Regions from separate parts of the Rattus norvegicus genome. Here regions 1, 2 and 4 are each linked to region 3. A link is a contact called in public Hi-C data. All regions are on one chromosome and are shown on one strand. Each heading gives the region's core, a stretch centred on a gene start, on an enhancer-like site or on the middle of the called end of the contact. The rest is flanking DNA. Distances are from core to core; before and after follow the strand shown. Region 1 has its middle 190 kb from the start of 1700020N01Rikl. Region 2 has its middle 160 kb from the start of 1700020N01Rikl. Region 3 holds the start of Sgk1 (serum/glucocorticoid regulated kinase 1). Region 4 overlaps LOC120098893 (a long non-coding RNA gene).

Region 1 (2,700 bases), core at 123-2,622, 220 kb after region 3:
TGTTTCGGTGTCACCAGGGTGAAGTCCTGAGTCAGGCTGGATGGAATTCCTTAACTGCAACTTCGCTTAGACTAATTGGGTAGTGTTCTGACTTAGAAAACACATTGTTCGTGGTTCTGCTGTTTGTTTCCAAGGGAGTCCCAGGAAGGGGCGAAGGCTCATAAATATGACTAGTTGTGTGCTTGTGATTCATGTAGTCAAACCGGGAAGGAAGATCTGAAGTCAGGCAAGCCTCTCGAGGTCGCAGCCATCCCAGTCGCCCTCGGCATGTACGAAATTTCTTCCTGTTGACTCACAGCTCTGTGGAACTTTTATGGGCTCTGCTGCTGTTTGACTGGTGCCTCCCACCGTTCCAGAGCTGGCCATTCATGCTGTTTCCAGCTCAGTTTATCAGCCTCCAACTCATGAGTGTAAATATTGACTTATGGCTGTGTGGTATTACGATTCCTCAGCCATGTAAAATGATACACTTGAGGAGCATGCAGAAAATATTGTCCTGTTCCACTACTTGAACAAGGCTAGTGTGCAGGGGAAGGGACGAGTGTAGACAAACAGCACAGATTTAGAGCACCTGCTACCTGAGCCAGCTGCTCCATTAAGAGATTTGTTTTTTAAGGCAGAAGACAGAGTCTAAGTGGCTTAAGTGTCTATTGATCCATCCAGGCATCCAGGGAAACGGTTGTGTGACCTGCTTTTGGAGCACCCCTGATTCTGGGCTCTCTCTCTCTCTCTCTCTCTCTCTCTCTCTCTCTCTCTCTCTCTCTCTCTCTGTCTCTGTGTGTGTGTCAGTGGCAGCTGTTTGCCACCGATAGATGGACTATCCACCTACCTCCTGTGTTTCAGTGTCCTCACCTGAATGAGGATTGTGATGTCTACTTGGAAGGGTTGTCAAAACCAAATAACATGCTTAAGGAACTTCCACGGTGCTTGGCACAGGAGCGCTGCCAGCACGTGCTGAGTGGATAGCGCTCACCACTTGAGAAAAATGTGCAGAACTGAACCTGATAGGGCAGATTTGGAGGCAAGTTTTCTGACTAACCTTCCAATCTTTTCAGAAGGAAGTGAAGTTGCTTTTTCATCTTCACAATCCTCTAGAGGCGGGGTTTGGGTTTCTGTTGTCTCCCCCCCTCCCCCGTTCCCCTTCGCTCCCCCCTCCCACCCTCAGAATCCAGAAGCTCACACAGCCTCACATACTGTAGGAAAAATTCATTTGAGGAACAGGTTTCTCAAGCGTTTTCTTCTCTGAAGCGTTTTTGAAATTAAAGCAATATTCTTTTCCCTAAAAGAAACAATGTTGCGCACAGAGAGGCCCTCCCCAGGCTGAGCCAGCCAGCTGGATTGAGGTCATGTTGAATAGCCGCCACTGTCTGAGGCCCAGCCTGTGTGCGGTTCCACTCCTCCCTTGCTGTAGATGCTACTCCAGGCTCAGATGCTCACCCATTCCTTATGCTTAGATATCCTCAGTTCCCTTCTTTTTGGGGGTGATCCCGACTGTGCCTGGTTTAGGATACCTGGTGCCTTGACACCCCCACCCCACCCCCACCCTACCTCCTCCTCTATCATAGCCAAGCTTGCTTTAACTCCGTCAGCCCTCTCACCTCCCACTGTACACGTCGGTACCTGCACAGCTTTCTTTGCTTCTGTCTCCCCTCCTTCTGTAGGAGACTCGGTGTAGCTCCGTCTCTTCCTTTTTATGCATTTGTCACACTGATTAGGAGCAAGTGGGGAGTAGCCCACGTCTCCACCAGCCTGTAGCTGGAGACATGTTTGATTTACCTGGATGTATAACTTTGTCCTCACTGCCTAGGGCAGTTCCTGCTGCTGTCTACTCTTGTTTACCTGCATATTGATTTGTCTTAAAAAGCCACTGCCTAGGGTCACTAAGTGGAAACAATAACAATGTGGTAACAGTAATGGACCTTTCATTGGTGTTGATTTTGGTTCTTTTGGTTCTTTCACTGCGCAGTCCAGGCTGCCCTTAGAGCTCCCCCCCCACCCCCGCCCCCCCAGTGCTGGGAAGTATAGGCACTCGATTCCACATCCAGCTAATAACGAACATTGTAAGTTGCTACATACAGTTTTTCTAGACTCATTCTCTCTCTTTTCCCTTTCCCTTTTTTCTCCCCTCGCCCACGACGTGGACTGAATTTCTTCAGAAATCTGAGAGCAGGAAACACCTGAGGCACAGAGTAGTAGTTAACGCCTCACCCCGGCTCACGCTCACGGCCAGTAAGTACACTGAGGTCTACATCTCAGCGGGGCCGCATTGCAAAGACTTGTGTGAGCATGGCTGAACGAATACACAGAGATGCAGGCTAAGTTCTTCAGGAAGGACAAAGGCATTGTGTAAGCACTCCTTTTTTATGGAAGAGGGAGGAACACTGACTATGGAGACAGAATTGCTTCCTGGTGGAGGGAGGAAGCCCCTGAAAAGTAGCACCAGGTCCCCTTTCCCAATTAAGAAGCATCAGTGAGGCGGGGTTGTCTAAAGATGCCTGTTCCAGGCTGCCTAGCCTTCGGCCTCTGGTCTGGCTGGTTAGTGATGCCATCAGCCCTTGGCCAGCAAGGCGTCTGGTTGGTTTCCTCCTTCAGTCTGCTCTGCCCTCTACTCCGTGTCCAGTCGGCTTCTCTCTGTTTTCATGTTGGGCTTGCAGATCACTTTCTTGAGAGAGCCACAAGGTTAAGTAGTAACCGTGGTAT
Region 2 (2,934 bases), core at 105-2,604, 250 kb after region 3:
GCAGAGAGAGAGATGGGTGTGAGGGTCCAAGATAGCCATAGTCAACTGTGGCTGAAGTTCAAGAAGTGTACTCTTAGCTGCAAATTATGAAAGTTATTTAAGTATTTTTCTTCAAGTGAATAAATTTGCAAGCTATAAATCACTTTCTTATGAAACAATTCTACGATCTTGTGAATTTTTATTTAAAAAAAAATGTCTTACCAAATACAGCCATCCCTGGGCATCTGTGAGGGACTAGTTCCAGGGCCCAAATCTGGGGGTGCTCACATCCCTGTCTAAGATAGTATAGAATTTGCATATTACTTAAGCATATACTCCCGGATTCTTTAAAGGATCTCTAGGTTACTTAACAATATCTAATACGATGTGAATCTGTGGACTGTGTTTCTTAGGAGGCAATGATGAAGAGTTCACGACCTAAGAGTATCGGTTAGCAATATGCTCACTTCCTGTTAAGTGAGAAGAGAGCCCTGAGGTGAGGGAGCAGCACTTTGCCTGCTTCCAGCTTTTCCCTTGAATTGGGAAAGTCACAGCTCGCCCTGCGAGCAATGCTCTTGTACCTCGTGCCCAGTTGCCCTCTGCTGATCTGTTAGCCGGCATAAGTCACATAACTGACTATCCTTTTAACTTTCTATTCTTTTGCCACCATTCCTCCACAGCTCAAAGGTGAGTCGTTTCCACTTTGCTGGACCGTTCCCTCCGCCCCCTCACGGTCTGCCCAGTGTTAAAGTCCGGGTGAAGTCTTGCCGGGTTACAGGTTACATCGATCGCCGCACTTGCCTCTGTATAACCAGAACTCGGTAGGCCCGTTTTTTCCATAGCTTATCCCTGCTCCTCAAGACGAGTTTGTCTTGCGCCTCCCCCAAATCCAGAACAGTGCTATTCTGGCAATATCTGCTAAATTGAACTGAGAAAACCATAGACTGCGCCACTATTCTTAACTCTGATGAGCCGCATGTGCAGTGTGGTCTGCGCAGTCCAAATGTTCCCCGCCGCCCAAATGCTGCACAGCGTCCTTCCCGTTAGATGTAGCGAACCCTTTCTGTGTCTTTGAATGCCCGATAGTCAGACAAATCACCAGGGTCACACATGAAAATCATAATTGTGGGCCTCATGGGTTTTAGTGAACACTTCAAGAATTGCATCGGAGTCATTTATATAGTATCCAAGACATTTTCCCAAGGAAACTTATGATTAGGGGGGGAAAAAGCTATGATATTCCCGTCACAGTTGCCAGGAAAGGAACACACGGGAGGTAAGACAGGCACGAGACGTGGGAGTCAGTGGCCTGGACCGCCTCTGGTGGGTGTTGTATACAAGCTCCAGCAGAGCCATCACGGGCAGCAACACGTGGGCTGTTCTTTGAGGCAACGAACCAACGAGCGGGTTATTATGTGTATTTTCTCCCCTCCCTGCTCTTCAGCCTTCTGCTCCAAGTTATTTTTATACTCCTCTGACACTAGCTATCCTTTTTAGACACGCATTAACAAATTAGACGATTTTTACTGGCATTTTGTGGACTGCTCCTGAGGGATGGAGTCCTGAGATGTATGGGCGAGACGCACTAGTTTGAAAACAAGCACAAATGGTGAGATGGCGATTCAGGAAGAATGGGGTCAAGAACGCAGAAGTGAGGAAGGCTTGGGGAGAGAGAACAGGAAAACGGAGCAAAAGCTACAGGGACGCTGAGGGAAAGGGAGAAACGCCAGTTACCACGGTCAGATTGAAGTAATAAAAACACACACACACAAAATGTGGTCCACTTCTGTCTTTGTGGCAAAATGTATTAGTGTGCCACAGTGTGAAGGAAACGTTCTGGTCTTCAGAGGGTGGCCACATCTCTAAGCAGTGTGAGTCTGAGCGTAGAAAACGCTACCCACACAGTACTGCGTTCTGTTCTTGAACTGGCCGAATGCTAAATTACTTAACTCTTTACGTCCAGCTACTTGATATACTCAGGTCAGCTGTTTTCATGGATAAAAATATATGTTTAAAAAAACAGTATGTAGTTTAATGTCTTCTACTCGTTTGTTTGCTTATTTATTAATTTATTAATCTACTATTTGCCATTTGGGTTTCCTTTTGATACAGAATTCCACTGAACTCAGAACTTGCCAGGTAGGCTAGTTTGGCTTTGTGGTAATCCTCCTGCCTCTGCTTCCTAAATCCTGGGATTAAAGGTGTGCACTACCACACTCGGTTTATTTCCTTATTCCTGCTCTCCATTCAGAAAGGTTGAAAGGTCATCTTTTAAAAATAGGTTACTTTTCCTTGTTCTTTGATGATTTCATACATCTGTACACTGTGTCTTGATAACACCCCTAACGCCTGCCTCCAACTCCTCTTGGATAGTCCTATAACACATTGCCTCCAGTCTTCATGTTCTCTTTCCCCATGCAGACAATCCAGTCAGTTCTCCCTTCTAGAGCACTGACGGAGCTTGAGGCGCCCCGTTCAGGTCTTGTGCAGGTGAGCACTGCTGCAGTGAGTCAGTGCAGACAGCAGTCATGACTCTGGAGGACTGTGTTTGACAGGACTCTTCCCCATCCTCCAGCTCCCATGGTTTGGTTTTTCTACCCTTTTCTACTTGGCCGAGGCTCTGCATTGTGACCCTGTGAGGAGGAGGCTTCTCTGGCTCTACCTGAGAGCGGCTTGGATCACTGGCTGTGGTGGCTCAGGGAGCGCTCCTGAGTTCAAAGCCAGTCTGGTCTACAGGCGACACAGGGAAACCCCATCTCAAAAAAACAAGGTGGGGAGGGAGGGAGCGAGGGAGGGAGGGAGAGAGAGAGAGAGAGAGATACAGATACATGGTTTTGCCATGTCTGGATAGCAGAACGGCAATACTAGGTTTATCTCCACAGTGGATTCAAAGTCAGGCTGGCCTGTATATATATATATATATATATATATATATATATATATATATATATATAT
Region 3 (2,912 bases), core at 353-2,852:
AAACCCAACCAAGCAAGGCAAACAGGAGCACCTCCCCCTGGACCCCCCCCCCCCAATCAAGGTTTATATGATCAGCTTACCTCTCCGCCATTAATGTAGTCTAGGACGAAGTAGAGTTTGTCAGCAGTCTGGAAAGAGAAGTGAAGGCCCACCAGGAAAGGGTGCTTCACATTCTTCAACAGAACATTGCGCTCTGACATAATATGCTTCTCCTAGGAAGGAAGAGAAGAGATTCAGTGGGGCAAATTCAGATTTCAACAGGGTAGCAAACCACAGGGTAAAAAAAGTTCTTCACCAGGCCTGCCACCAGGTGTCACCCTTACCTCCTTCTTCTTCAAGATGGCTTTCTTCTGCAAAACTTTGACGGCATAGAATGCTTCTTCTGCCTTGTGCCTTGCTAGAAGAACCTGAAATGTCAACCAGGACAGTCATTTTTCCCATCCTCCTTGGGGAGAATATCAAAGTGAATGCATGCCTAGTTGCAAAGTTTTCAGGGTTGCACTTACCTTTCCAAAACTGCCTTTTCCGATCACTTTCAAGAAGTGGAAGTCAGAGGGTTTGGCGTGGGGATTTGAGGATGGACCCAGGTTGATTTGTTGAGAGGGACTTGGCTAGAAAACAAGGCGGTCATCCTTTAATACATAAGCTGCACACAGCCTTACTGTTAACACATAAAATACTTTATGAAATACGCCTTTCAAAGCCTCACAGTGACTCAGTACTTAAACATTTGACTGACCACTACATATAATTTCTCCTCCAGCAGACAAGATATACTTACAGGAGGTGAGGGGTTGGCGTTCATAAGTTCGGGCTCCTGAGGTTGGGAGATTTTCAAATAGGATTGAACTTCAGGGCTGGAGATTAAAGGGCTGTTTTAGAAACTTAATTCACCACCAGAGGGCACACATACATAAAAGTTCTATTTCTGACTCAACCGTTCGGTATTTAAACTGAAAACATCAGAATGAATTACTTCCAAAAACCCATAAGGAAAACAAACCAGTTAAATGCAAATTAAGGTTTGTTTGTTAAGGGGACATGGATTTTGGTTAAGCATTCTCAAGAATTAATCTTACTAATGTTTAAAATGTTTTAAATAAGCAAAATGCTCAATACCAGAAGAGATCTACCATGGAGGAAAGACTTCAGCTCCCCCACCCCCTCGCCACCGTGAACAAGTTTTAGCTGCTAGTAAATTTAAACGATTCTTTCAATTTTCCCCAATAACCCAAAACTTACTGTTTGCATGCATAGGAGTTGTTGGCAAGCTTCTGAATAAAATCGTTCAGGCCCATCCTTCTCTGTTTCATGAAAGCTGTAATTTAAAGAGAGAGAGAAAAGAAGGGGGTTAGGCAGTTCTGCAACGTCCGACGCCACACGCTAATCTGATCCTGAACCTTCAAAACCCCGGATCATTTCCACGGCGCCTCTCCTACACAAGTCTGGTGCTTTTCCAGCACTCACCGATGAGGATTGCTACCATTCCCCTCATTCTGGAGTAGGTGAGGGTACTTCGAGCAGCCTCGGTTTTGACGGTCATCGCCCCGATATTTGGAAAGTGTCCAAAGAGACTAAAGGAGCAGTGAGACCGGCTTAGCCAACAGTGAGCTCCGGCTCTGCGACCGACTTTATAAGCCCTGAGCCTCCAGGGGGCGGGGCAGGCGGGACCAGGAAGCCACTCGGGGCCCCGCCCACAACAAGGCCCCGCCCGCCGGCCCGCCCGGTCCCAGCCACCCAGCAAGCTGTAGACCGAGTTGCGGGAAGATGGGCGAGTTGCTGCCGTGTCCTGAGCGATTCGTGCCAGTCGCCCCAGGCAGAACCGAGGCTTCCACAGGCTGCGCGAGCAGGACCCTGCCGGGATGCACTCTGCCTCCGTCCGCCTGGGCCGGAGGAAGGAACCGGAGGGGTGGAGAGCCTCGGTGATTTTCCATTTCCTCTCCCGTGCTGCCCGAGTGGACACCGCAATGCACGGCTCACCGCTCACCTCTCCCCCCTCTCTCTCTCCTCCTCGGTGCCCTGTCCCCAGCCCAGCGCGCAGCCTCCAGGTTCCCCCGCTGTACTCCGCCCTGATCTCCGCGGACCCGGAGTCCGGGCGAGCCGGGCGGCAGCACTTACCCAGTCCGCTTAGCAGGACGGACTCGCTCCTTTTCTGCGCCTCCACTCGCTTTTTGTGGCGGGGCCGGAGCAGGGACTCGAGCCGAGCCCGAGCCAGCGCGCCCTGCATCTCGCCCATGGCCGCGAACCGAGGGGCGCTCAGCGGGCCACAGCGACCGGGCGAGCACTGACGTTTCCTTGAAGGAGCCGCCGTGACTCAGGCCGGCAAGATTTCCTGCCCCAGTCCCAAAACAAACAAATGGCCCTTGTGCACGGCCGAGTCGCTTCCGAAAACGCCTTTTTTGTGCTTTTGGCCAAAACCAAGCAAGACTGAAAAATCCCAGAACTTGGAAGAGGAGGAAGGAAGGCTAGAGCGGGGCGGGGGGGGGGGGGGGTCAGGAATGTGTAGGGGAGGGGGCGGAAATAAGTCTCTGCGCTACAAGAAAAAAAAAAGTACAATCTTCATTTCACTTTTTTTTCCAACTAATCTCCGAGAACATTCTGTCCTTTCCGCATAAATTTTGAGCCTTGCAAATTTTAATCCTAGCCATGCCAAGAACACGTGAGGAGGTGGCAAGTTAAGAGGGAGCAGGGGCTTTTCTCCGGGGCCGACCTGGAGTGACCCTTGCGCAGTCAATACCCTTGCCCTGATGCCTGCCCCTCTCTCAAAAGAAATCTGCAAGATTGCATTGCATTGTTTTAAACCTCGTCAGTTTTTCCTTTGGGCTACCTGATGGCTGATCCAGGTAGACTTAATTATATATTATTGCTTGGTTTTTTGCAAGTTCATATAACTGAAGCCCGTTAACTCTTTA
Region 4 (2,821 bases), core at 178-2,677, 170 kb after region 3:
AGGAGCCCAGAAGATCATGTATGTATCCCAGACACTGAAGCAAGAAGCTGTAACGTTGAAGTTGCCTTGGAGACCCTAAGATATTCAAGATGCCAGAGCCATGCTCTATCTGTTGAGGAAAGCTGCTAACAGGGAGTGGAACCAGCCCAGGAGAAAGAAGTTTGTTGCAGTCAACAAAGATGAAAAGGGAGCTGAAGATCTGAAGATGGCTTTGACATCAGACATGGAGATGCGGAGTTTGGAGTTTGCCCAGCTGGTTTCCTGTCTTGCTTTGGTGATTACAGTTAAGTGATTGGATGGATCTCAGAAGAGACTTTGAACTTTGGACTTTTAACATTGTTGATACTGCTATAGACGTTGGGGACTTTGGAAGTTGAACTAAATGTACTTTTTTAAAAGTATGCTATGAATAGATATGGCCCCCATGGACTCATGTGTGTAAACAAGCCTATGAGGGTCAGGGAGTGGAATATGATGGTTTGTATATGCTTGACCCAGGGAGTGGCACTATTGGAGGTGTGGCCCTGTTGGAGTTGGTGTGGCACTGTGGGTGTGGTCTTAAGATCCTCACCCAACTGCCTGGAAGTCAGTCTTCCACTAGCAGATAAAGATATAGAACTGTCAGCTCCTCCTACCCCATGTTTGTCTGGATTCTTCCATGTTCCTCCCTTGATGATACTGGACTGACCCTCTGAATCTGTAAGCCAGCCCCAATCATTTGCCTTGGTCATGGTGTCATTCACAGCAGTAAAACCCTAAGACTTTATTATTATTTTTATTATTATATTATTATTATATTATTAATTATTATTGTTTTATATTAGCTACCATGGATAGCCCTAGGCTGGCTATATGACTAAGTCAATTTTTATTGATCTATTGAGAATGATCACCTAGCAGGAAAGAGCAAAATGTTGAGCTTAGTTTTATTTTTAAAAATAAAATGTGTTCATAAATACATACACAGAAAATGGAACATGGTTTTATAACCACTGAAAATAAACAGCAAATAACTATGGAAATTACCGGTGTCAAGAAGTCAATAAAAGCTTAGTCAATGAATTCTGACCCATTTCTGAATCTTTTGATAATGAAAGAAATGCTCCAGGGCAGGTCTCAGTGTGGGAGATCCTGGGGATCAGAGGCCCCAACATGCCCTGAGGGCATGTCCTTGTTTTGACAGCTGCCAAGACCTCAGCCCTCAGTGACCTGCTCCAAAACTGGTCTTCAGAGTCACTCCGGTCATCCTCAGGGTACCCAACCCTTAGCATGAGCACCACATTCTGTTCATAAGCTAGATGACTGAACATGGTTCCTGTAGCTGGCTGGGTTCTGTGACCCAAGAATTATGAGAGACAGACTGACCGGCAGCCAGATGGATGAAGTGTCCAGAAAGAATGGGAGAGAGTTAGGAACCATTAGACCTGGAGTCCTGAGGGCCTGGCCTTGGTGGCTCCCTCCTACTTATTCTTTGAGCTTAGTGTTTGACAAGGCTGGGGAGTTTCAAGCTTCACTTGAAACTGAAGAAGAATGCCTTTTAGACTTCTGTCTTACTTTAGATGAATGAATGTTTTGCATGCCTGTGGTTGTTTGCATATGCTTGGCCCAGGGAGTGGCACTATTAGAAGGTGTGGCCTTGTTGGAGGAAGTGTGTCACTGTGGGGTGGGCTTGGAGAGCCTCCTCCAGTCTTCCAGCTGCCTTCAGATGAAGATGTAGAGCTCTCAGCTCCTCCTGCACCATGCCTGCCTGGATGCTGCCATGCTCCTACCTTGATGATAATGGACTGAACCTCTGAACCTGTAAGCCAGCCCTAATTAAATGTTGTCCTTTATAAAACTTGCATTGGTCATGGTGTCTGTTCACAGCAATAAAATCATAACTAAGACAATGCCGGTATGGATATGTACCTTATGTCTGTCTTGGGCCCATGGAGGTCAAGAAGAGAAAGTCTGAACCCCTGGAACTGGAGTGAGGGACGGCTGTGAGTCATCATGTAGGTTCCGGGGCCTGAACTCAGGTCCTTGGCATGAGTAACAAGTGTTCTAAACTGATGAGTCATCTCTCTAGCCCCATGATCTACATTTTTCTGGTTAATAATTATGTATTTATATTTCACTCATATTTTTTTGTTGTTGTTTGGTTTGGTTTTGAGACCCAAGCCAGCCCTAAACTTCCAGAGATCAGTTCCAGGGGAGCTCATTAGCCAGACAGCCTAGCCTAGCAGCTCCAGGTTCAGTGAGAGACATTGTCTCAAGAAAGTAAAATAGAAAGAAATAAAGGAAGATATTGGTTACTGATGTTTGTTGTACACGCAAGTATCTTACCTACACACATACATGAGTATGTAACACACACACACAGAAACACACATATAATAAATAAAAAACAAAATTTATATTTTAATATTTCAGAATGCTGGAATATCAGGCGGAAAGAAGTTTACACAACTTGGGTCTTTTTCTTTTCTTGCTTTTTGTTTGTTTGTTTGTTTTGTTTTGACAAGGTTTCTCCGTGTAGCACTGGTTGTCCTGGAACTCACTTTATAGACCAGGCTGGTCACTTGTCTGTGTATCACAAGTGTACCACCACGCTGGGCTCAATTTGAGTTTTCTTCTAGTAAACTTTTTTTCTCACTGTTGCTTCTCGTCTTGTCCAGAAGACAGTCATCTCTAAGCTGCTGCCACATCGGAGTGCTAGAATACTCTGGCTCCCGTCACAAAGGTCTTAAAACCTGGGGCCAAGGAGTACATCGTCCCTTAGGTCTGGCAACCAGACATTCAAGATATAGCCGAGCCTGGTATCGAATGCCCGTAGTCCTGG

What was found. A called contact is a pair of places that touch in the nucleus more often than the background predicts.
Region 1: a Hi-C map of Schwann cells shows a contact between it and region 3, with 4 times the contacts expected there. The contact joins the enhancer-like site here to the promoter of Sgk1 in region 3. A contact is called at or near these places in 4 of 12 Hi-C or Micro-C datasets (the A7r5 cell line, the Rat2 cell line, Schwann cells and 1 more) and 1 of 1 datasets of contacts at active chromatin or transcription factors (oligodendrocytes).
Region 2: a contact with region 3 is called in a Hi-C map of frontal cortex, with 2.9 times the contacts expected there. The contact joins the enhancer-like site here to the promoter of Sgk1 in region 3.
Region 4: a Hi-C map of the A7r5 cell line shows a contact between it and region 3, with 3 times the contacts expected there. The contact joins the enhancer-like site here to the promoter of Sgk1 in region 3. A contact is called at or near these places in 3 of 12 Hi-C or Micro-C datasets (the A7r5 cell line, the Rat2 cell line and mammary epithelial cells) and 1 of 1 datasets of contacts at active chromatin or transcription factors (oligodendrocytes).

Annotation. Positions count from the first base shown.
Region 1 is chr1:25,025,094-25,027,793 of GRCr8, forward strand. No RefSeq gene overlaps it. Among named protein-coding and RNA genes, the nearest start is that of 1700020N01Rikl, 190 kb to the right of the region's middle. Within about 2 kb of position 1,373, at least 49 of the 93 cell types and tissues checked have an H3K27ac peak or open chromatin away from gene starts, as enhancers often do. A contact at or near this core is called in the A7r5 cell line and Schwann cells, where this site is marked.
Region 2 is chr1:25,054,062-25,056,995 of GRCr8, forward strand. No RefSeq gene overlaps it. Among named protein-coding and RNA genes, the nearest start is that of 1700020N01Rikl, 160 kb to the right of the region's middle. Within about 2 kb of position 1,355, at least 8 of the 93 cell types and tissues checked have an H3K27ac peak or open chromatin away from gene starts, as enhancers often do.
Region 3 is chr1:24,803,229-24,806,140 of GRCr8, forward strand. Sgk1 (serum/glucocorticoid regulated kinase 1) reads right to left here and starts at 1,603. Exons shown (of 12, transcript NM_019232.3): 1 at 1,468-1,603; 2 at 1,243-1,318; 3 at 782-857; 4 at 507-611; 5 at 324-407; 6 at 81-212. The coding sequence starts at 1,543.
Region 4 is chr1:24,973,349-24,976,169 of GRCr8, forward strand. LOC120098893 (a long non-coding RNA gene) reads left to right here. Exons shown (of 3, transcript XR_010058885.1): 1 at 1-2,821. Among named protein-coding and RNA genes, the nearest start is that of Sgk1, 170 kb to the left of the region's middle. Within about 2 kb of position 1,428, at least 10 of the 93 cell types and tissues checked have an H3K27ac peak or open chromatin away from gene starts, as enhancers often do. A contact at or near this core is called in the A7r5 cell line, where this site is marked.